Regions from separate parts of the Mus musculus genome. Here region 1 is linked to region 2. The links are chromatin contacts, called in public Hi-C maps. All regions are on one chromosome and are shown on one strand. The core of a region is the stretch at or near the end of the contact, and the rest is flanking DNA. Distances in the headings are between cores, read along the strand shown.

Region 1 (4,235 bases), core at 1,164-3,663, 210 kb after region 2:
AGATAATTCTAACATATTTTTTTCTAGTCTCCCTAATAGTGTTCATGATTTCCTGATATAAAGAACTGTCATGTGAACTGTCAGAACACAGGCGTCATGGGTTCACACACAGCTCATGCGCTAGACATTGTTTTGTGTGCTTGGTGGATAGTCAATTAATGGTCAGTGGTTTTTTTTAGCTCCATTGTAAGGGCAAGAACACTCGGAGGCAAAGAGGTTAAAGAACTTGCCCAAAGTAGTTTATCTGTCTCTAATATGGGTACACTACCAGGGCTTATCTCTGGAGTTGGGATAAGAGTTCTAGGTTCCTCTGTCTCACTGGGAGTCTCAGCAGTGCTACCAGCAGTATATCTCATTGCTGTAGAAATGGCACCCCAAAGATATAACAACTAACATGACCATTGAGAATTCAGTCTTCTTTTTAAAGGGTAAATAGTCAAGTAGCAAATTGTCTTCAAGTTAAACTTTACCTAAGTCAGTTACTATTTAGAACATTGTTGGTCTTCATTGACAATTACTTAATGACAGTTTTATGGTCCTTTTTATCTTGAAAGGAAGTGGGGACAGCATGTGTCCACCATACACTGTAGATGCTGAGCCTGGGCCTTGCTGTGCTCTGAGTACAAAGCTATCTGGTCAGCAGTAAAATGTGAACCAAATTCGCAATCCCTGTTGTGAGTAAACCAAGAGCATAAAACTCAGTTTCCTTAACCCACACTGGTGCTTCCATGTGCCATATCTAGAACCAGCATCCATTGTTGTATTTCACCATTAAAATTCTAATTTAAGCAAATAAAAGTTCCCTTTCTTTTTCCTTGTCTTTTGTCTTCCTCCCACGTTCTAGACATTTACATTTCCAGGCATTTGATATTTCTTTTAAAAAATTTAATCATGGGCTGGTGAGATGGCTCAGCGGATAGGAACACTTGACCGCTCTTCCGAAGGTCCTGAGTTCAAATCCCAGCAACCACATGGTGGCTCACAACCACCCATAATGAGATTTGATGCCCTCTTCTGGCACATCTGAAGACAGCTGCAGTGTACTTATGTATAATAATAAATAAATCTTTAAAAAATTTAATCGTTTGTTATTTAGAGCGTTTGTGCATATGTGCATTGCACACATGCACACATGCCATGGTGTGTGTGGTGTATAGGTCAGGGGGAACTTGTGAGAGGGTGTGAATGCCTTTGCTCCATTAATATTTCTTTTGAAGACACTTCATTTACTGCTAAGTGGTTTCTGAGTCTCTCTACCCACCCCCACCAAGGAAGTAGACTGATTTTTTTTGTCTAGGTTTGGGCTGCACCCTGAGGTTCTCTGGCTTCCAGAAATACTGAGAGTTCATCTTTTAGAAACATGTGAATAACTGCTCAAAAGATGTGGAGCACCTCAATGGAGGTGGGGGGTCTCATAAATGTAAAGACTGTATTTGAATTCCCCCAATTAAAAAAACCCTCAAACTAGTGCATTTAAAGGCTTTCTCTAGAGCTAGAAACTTTTATCTGTTCGTATTCTTCACTCCCACTTTCACGTCGCCTGTCACACGCTGGGGCATTCAGTAAGCGTTCTTCAATATATAATTATTGTTAATTGAGTTACATAAATTACTCTGTACATTGTCTGCTGTTAGAAATGCTAATTATTGCTTTGTTTTATTTGTGTTTACACTTTAGTGTTTGGAAACACAGAATTAAAGCAAAAATCTTTGGAATCCTGAAAGTTCCCTTAAACTTTAATAAAAACACATAGTGCTATAAAGCAGCATTGCGTGTCTAGCCTCAGAATTTTCACCCCTGGGCAGCTGGCAGCTATTTCTCTTTCTTCCTGTGAGAAATGTCTCCTAAAAGGTTGAGAAAAGGTTCTTTGAAGAAAATGTCTAATTATTCTTTGTGAGCTGACCAGCCGGTGGGAAATGACAAAGTTTAAGAACTCCACTTTTCAAGGCAGCAGGAAGGTTAACAAAGGTTAAATACATTTCTTTAATCTGCAGGTACTAAAACTCTAACAGCTTCTTCTTGGTGGAAAATAGGCTATTTGACACTTCTCTGCAAAATTGATGGCTTCAGTTAAATTCAAGTAGAAATCTGTTTCCTCAGACACATACAACTTTTTCAAAATTATTTGATGTGGCTGTGTGTGCGCCTGAGTGTAGGTGTGTGTACTGCATGCATGCAGAGGTCGCAGGAGGCTCCAGATCCCCTAGAAGTTACAATGGATGTGAACAGTGTGGTTGCTGGGAACTGAACCCAGGTTCTCTGCAAGAGCACTGTGTGCTCTTAACCTCGGAGCCATCTCTCCAGTCCCTTTAGATTATTTTAAAAGCTGCCTAGAAGTCATGTTATAACCTTTTCTCACTGTCGTTTGCTAGCATTGATGTGGTGACCATCTTACCAACAGGATGTTATCAATCTCATTTTGAGGGTGCCAGGGGAGTGCTGCCTAGTGGGGTTGTTCTTTGAAAATTGTTTATAGGTTTAAGGTCTGTGAACTTTCTGTAATAACTGGGTTTATTCAGAATTCCACTGAAGTGCAGCTAAAATGTCTGATCTTACCACTGTCACTGAACAGACTTTTGAGAAGTGTAGCTTAATTCGCCTTTCCGACTTAAAGATAGTTTAGAGTCCTGGTTAGTATCCTAAAGAAAATATTGGATAACAGTGTTGGGAATTGTTAGACAGCTGATTCTCGCAAAATGAGCTCAGAATGACAACTTACACGGAGAAGAGGAGCCAGCCTTCAAAATAATGCTTCCCTGGGGATAACGCTGAGACTGTTTTGTGACAAGCAGATGACCCAAGTATCTGTCACCACATTTTCTTAGGATCTCTGTTGAGTTAAGCTCCAGTTCTTCTTCCCAGCTCCATGCTCCCAGCAATAAAACTTAGACTCAAAATATATTTACAAATACCTTGGCCCTATAGCTAGGCTCTTCTCTGAACAGATATAACTTGAAATATCCCATTTAGTCTAGCCTACAATCTGTACTGGTTACCTGTGCTCAGGTACCATGCATCTGTCTGTCCGTCTTGTCACATCTTCCCGGTGAATCCCCTCCCCCGCAATGCCAGAATTCTTTCTTCTCCTGGATGTCCCACCTCTATTTTCTGCCTAAGCCACAGGCCATGGGCTTTTTAATTGACAGATGATGCACCCATACGACACACAAGCTATTCTCTCTACAAATCTCAGTGTGTAAGACTTAATATTTGTCTTTCCAGCATTGCCCAGGTTGTGTGAGGACCTCAATGCCATTTGGTTCGCCTTACTCACATTGAAATTAGGGAAATGGAAGTACAGAATGGGGTAGGTGTCCAAACTGGTGCCAAACCACCAGTTGCACTGACCAGGGCACACCTGGCTTCTAAAGGATTGTGACCTGGCTTGCGGGGCCCAGGAGGTTTGTTTTGCAGGTATATGCTGACAGAGACGGATGACATTCTTTCTATTCAGAGATGTGTGTCTGAGCTCACGGCTGGTCCCACATGTGCTGAGTTGCTGCAATACTAGTGCTTTCTCAGATGTGACATTAGCTTTAAAATCAGGTCACATAATAGGCAGATACAGGTAGAGATCCCTTTGAGAATGGCATAGCCTGAGCAGAGTGTGGATTAGAGCTATTAATCCAGCCGCTCCAGTGTGCTGCTGAAGCACCTGTGTCTGCGATTGGGAGCTTGGAGTGGAGCAAGGCATCTCCCCTCCTGACCTCTGTGCTGTTGTTATTATGTGTTTAATTTTACTCCCAGCATTGTTGCTGCTTTCCCTTTGAAACATCTGTTATCTTTTAAGGTTATTTAAAATAGAAATGGAAAACTACTTATTTATATATCTACGATTGTATTTACCATTTACAGCACCCGCCATTTCCTTTGTGCAGGTCCTTGCTTCTGTGTGGAATCGTTTCTTTTTCTGTGTAGAGAATCTAAATGCACTTGTAACACATACATGCAGTGTGGGTGGCTATAGGGATTGGGATTTTTTTTTTGGTCATTGTTTATTCACATTGTTTCTCTTCCTTTCTTTCTTCACCTTGTCTGTGTTAGAGTCGACACTTACTTTCCTGTTAGGCTGCTGGAGTCCCCCCTCCCCAACCCCTTATGGCCCACTGATGCTTTTTTCTCTTAGTTTTTCACTCTTCATAGTTTCTGTTGCTATCTCTGTCTTTTCTTCCGAGTTGCTTAAGGTATTATTAATTCCACCCAGAGACTTGGTTTTAAAAGTTTGACTATTACCA
Region 2 (4,700 bases), core at 1,707-4,206:
TCCAAAGCTAAGAGAAACACTGGATTCCAAATCCTATGTTAACTGAAGCCAGCCTCTTTGGCCTTTGGACAGCAAACTGCTGTGAGAACTCAATGCACTGTAACTTCATGGTCAAAGACATTAAATGGAAGACAATTCTGACTCAGGGAAGAACCCACACTGGGCTATTCAGTTCCAAACAGCCATGAAAACATACATACAAGTAACATTATACAGGTTGAGCAGGTTGTGTTTATGTATTAAGAAATGTACATATGTGTATAACAATAATTAATCAATAAACGTGAAAGACAGCAAGAAGGGATATACGGGTGAGCTTGAAGGGAGGAAATAGAAGAGGAAAATGATCTAATTGTAATCTCAAAAAATAAAAGAAATAATTTTTCAAAGGGAGACAATTGTCTGAGTAATTACAAGCAAATTCCCTGTTATTAAGAGGGAAACATCATTACCTTAATCACTCGGATTATTTCTTCAGATGGATCATATTAACAGAACAATTATTTAACTTTTCAATTCGTTATGATTGCGTGGAGAGCCTCTGGACCTTCTCCACAAGAACATTTCTCTCAAAAGGGAAATTAATGCCCCCGGAGTCTTGCACTGACAAATCACATTACAGCAATTTCATTCTATCTAATTAAAAATTGCTGCTTTGCTAACGAATGGTGAAAGATTTTACAAATAGCAAAAAGGCTAGCTCCAGGAGAGGAGGAGAAGAGGGCACATCTAGAATGATCCAACAGTTGGAGAGCCTGTGGGAGCAGTTCCGAGGGTGGTGGGCTCTGCTTCTTGACCTCACTTCTGTGTAAACCAGCTGTGCGCCCCCTTCCCTTCTACTCCTGAGCTGACTCTTGGATCCTCCTCTGCTCTGCTTTCGTCTCCACACAGTCTTCCCAGATTCCTTCAGCAGGTCTCCTGGCTTTACACGATCTCCACCCCTAATATTACACTCCCTCAAGGGTAGCTCCATATTCCAAGTCTCTGCTGCCCACAAACTTGTGCATAAGCCCAAAGTCTCCTTCGCTGTCCCCCACACCAGCAAGCCCTAAATGTTTTGCCACAGATTTGGAGGGAGTTCCTCACTTCTTATGGCCCTAATGCCATCCACCTTGTCTCTAGACTTCAATGGAGTCTTCTGGCTCCCCTCCCAGTCTTCTGTCACTGCCCATTATCCAATCTTCCCCAGCCCTTCCCTGCTTCCAAGGAGGTCATGGTGTTTGCTTTTTTTTTAAATGAATTGCAATCAGCTCAAAAGTCTCCTACTGGCTTTCTACTAGGAGCCTTAAAATTAACAGTTCCTGACTTGCCCGTAGGCCTTTCTCCCCAGTAGCCCTGGGTTCAGCTTCTTATCTTCATTGGCTTGTCTTTCATCCTCTCCTCGGATTCCTGAAGTCCCCCTATCCACCAACAACACAGGGTCTTTGCAGCTGCTGTGTCATGGTCTGGACACTCTGCACAGGTCTTCCAGTGGCTGGGCTTCTCACTTCATTCTCCTTCTATCAACTCCCTATAGACACCTTCCCATCAGCTCCAAAAAATAAATAATCTGCTTAATCAAACCTACCATAACTGTGCCTGTCCATCTCTCTCCCTTTATCTTTGTTTATAACGCTTATCACTGTCTGACATTGTGTGGTTTTTCTTTTCTTTTCTTTTCTTTTCTTTTCTTTTCTTTTCTTTTCTTTTTCTTTTTTATTATCTATTGTTTCCACTAGACTAGTAAGCTTTGTAAGGACAGACAGTATCTCATGAGAACTACACAATATGTATTTGTTCAATGAATAAGTAAACTGTGCCATCCACAAGGATGAAAGGACTGTCTTAGTACAAGAAGCTTCCCTTAAGGAATAATGGGATTACAGAAGAGGGCCATCGTCAAATATTATAATAACGTGATGGGTACCTGCACTAGAACAAGGAAGGACCGGAAGTGGGGAGAGGAAGATGCACTGGGACCTGTGAGGCAGTTGGCAGAGGGAGAGGAGTCATTGGAAACAGAGGAGAAAGGGGGTGGGGGTGGGGGTGGGGTGGAGGTAGGAGTGTGATAAGATGAAACAAACAGGCTGTTATCTGGAAGTCACAGAAACATCACTGGAATAGGAAATGAAAGGAATAGTCGAGCAAGAAATGGTTCTAAAATGAACAGGAGACCCAGGTGGAGGAAGGGCACACTACGCCCTGCTAAGGAAGACGGCTGTGTGGTCAGCAAGTATTCATATGCTTACTATCAAATAGTCACTGTCATGATGCTTTTGTAAATACACTTTAATCTATTTCATTGGCTGAGGGATTTAATCCATTTTTAACATTTTCTTATTGAGTTTGTTTCTGGGTTGTAACAATGATCTTCATATATATAAATGTAGAGTGAACCTCGATCTCTGGTTGATAATTTAAGGCTGTATGAGTCTGTGGGTACATTTTACTGTGTGAGTCTACAGTTCCTAAAGGTATATAAGATCATTGCCTCTAATGTCCCTACAAAGCAGTGCTTCTTTGATGGTCCTACATGCCTTAGATTGCTTCTTCTAGAAAACCTTAGAAAAAGAATCTGCAAGGAGTGAAATTGTGCCCCTTGAAGGAACTAAACTAAAACTGCTGCTGTTTCAAAGCTAAGAGCACAGAGGATAAATATCCGCTGCCACACAGTATAGACGTGGGTTGATTTCCTTTTTTAAAAGAAACCAGTTCTATTTCCCAGAAACAACAACAGAAAATGTGTATTTTCTTGTAACCATAACTCATGCATTGTTTAAAGGGATCTTCAGCCCTGTCGTTCCAGGCTTGCACAAACAAGAATGATCTTCAGACTAGACAATGATCATCCGCTACTTTTAAAAGATGGAGTGACTCACATAAGCCAGGAAGACAGCGAGCTTGAAGCTAGCTACTCACCCTGCTTCTTTCGTATTCTTTCCTTGAGGCAGCGAAGAGCTGAGCATTAGATATGGCGATTCCACAGAACGGAAGATACATTTGCATAACCTGGGGCACAGAAAGCATTCAGAGCATTAGAGCTTCCACTCTTAACCAAAACCCACATTTCCTGCCTTTGGGGCTTTTTCCTTTCAATCGAATGAGCCAGACGTTGAGTTGTTAACACTCTCAGCTTTAGGGGCACAGTTCTCAGAGTTAACATTAAGATGGTGTATATCAGTCTTTAACTGGGAAAGTCACAGTTTTGAAAAGTTAACGGGAGTGAAACCAAAGATTCCAAAAGCTATATAATATGTAAACCATGCCTGTCACATTTAAATCCGCCTGCCTCTGCCTCCCGAGTGCTGGGATTAAAGGCGTGCGCCACCACGCCTGGCTTTTTAGTCCAACTCTGAAAAAACGAACGATAATGAAGAGAACTGGAAAGTCCTTGGAACTTAAGGCACATATTCACATGCATACTTAGAGGTGGGAAGGACATGAGTGAATCCCTGTGTACATGCCTGTCTATAAAAGCGATCACGCTTGTCCTGCCAGCTACTAGACTTGGGCATTTCTATTAGAACAGGTCCAGTAGGAATTTAGGTTCAAGACCTAGTGGATCCGTTTGGATCAGGTAGATATGATTAGGCAAGAATGCAAACTGGGATGGCTCTGCAGCAACCTATGGAAAGGCCTGGGGCCTATGAGAGAGAATGCCTCCTCCTCCAGGGGTTAAAAATACCCAGCTGTGCTGGGCCTAACCTTGAGAAACTCTCAAAAGGAAGTCAAAATCCGAGGCTCATGCCCATCTCAGAACATCCGATTTCTGGCAGATGGGATATCCCAGTAAAAACTGAACGGACTAGTTCCCTGAACTTTTTGCAGCATAAGAGGAATAAGAGACGTTTATCTGGGACTTCTCTGAACCCCAGTAGAAATGCCATGGTTTGTATTGGTCTTTTTCTGTCTGCACAAAGGCGCCAAGACACACAGAGCAGTTCCAGAAGTGGCCACCAGGGGCAGTGTATTGCTCGCCTATGCAGATCAACCGCACAGGAACACCTGTGAGACACCTCTGGGACACCCAGAATAGGGTTGCCTGGAATAAAGGATGACTTGGGGAAAATAAAAGCTGAAGCACAATTCCTACTCCCTATCATCTGTTATCTAACTCTGTCTACCGAGCCACACTCTGGCCTAGGGATCCCTAAAGGAATTTCAGAGCTCTTAAAGCTATGAAGTCATTCTTAGAGGAGAAAAGCAACAGGAGAGAAAACTGGGAGCAAAAGGCCCTACAAGTAGCTCATTTTGCAAATCCTTCAGGATTCCATCAGTGAGTCTTCCAGTTGCCCTCCCTAAACAGACGCTGCTTCTGTTTCTCCTCTTTCCCGTTCCTTGCCCCTCTCCTTTTCATGCTTTAGTGTGTTTTCCTGTAGGCCAGTAGGGACTGGGACACATCAAGCTGCAGCTATCCCTCCAGAGCATGCCTGCCTTTGGCCAGAACTGAACCCCTTTCAATACCAACAACACACTGAGCAGGTTTCTGGGTAGTTTCCTGGTTGGGGTGGGGTGTTTTGTTTAGTTTGTACTTTTTTTTTTTTTTTTTCTGCTGTGGAGATGGTGGCTATTACATGGACTAAGGAGAGTTGGATCCAAGTCACTGTTGTGAGTTGACTATGTCAGAAACATAGGTGAGCCCACTTGTATCTTTCATGATGTTATAATTTACTGACTAACAGTAAATCCACAAGGTGAGTGGTTACCATGACTAATAATCC

What was found. Hi-C and Micro-C count contacts between places; a contact is called where the count stands out from the background.
Region 1: a Hi-C map of CD8 T cells shows a contact between it and region 2, with 4 times the contacts expected there. The contact joins two enhancer-like sites. A contact is called at or near these places in 1 of 484 Hi-C or Micro-C datasets (CD8 T cells), 1 of 115 datasets of contacts at active chromatin or transcription factors (embryonic stem cells) and 1 of 9 other capture datasets (liver).

Annotation. Positions count from the first base shown.
Region 1 is chr2:76,419,313-76,423,547 of GRCm38.p6, forward strand. The region is part of intron 1 of Osbpl6 (oxysterol binding protein-like 6); the gene reads left to right. It overlaps Gm52557 (a long non-coding RNA gene), which reads right to left. Exons shown (of 3, transcript XR_003954042.1): 2 at 4,234-4,235. Among named protein-coding and RNA genes, the nearest start is that of Gm52557, 9.8 kb to the right of the region's middle. Within about 2 kb of position 2,414, at least 11 of the 459 cell types and tissues checked have an H3K27ac peak or open chromatin away from gene starts, as enhancers often do. A contact at or near this core is called in CD8 T cells, where this site is marked.
Region 2 is chr2:76,212,420-76,217,119 of GRCm38.p6, forward strand. It overlaps Pde11a (phosphodiesterase 11A), which reads right to left. Exons shown (of 20, transcript NM_001081033.3): 3 at 2,899-2,988. Among named protein-coding and RNA genes, the nearest start is that of Pde11a, 120 kb to the right of the region's middle. Within about 2 kb of position 2,957, at least 41 of the 459 cell types and tissues checked have an H3K27ac peak or open chromatin away from gene starts, as enhancers often do. A contact at or near this core is called in CD8 T cells, where this site is marked.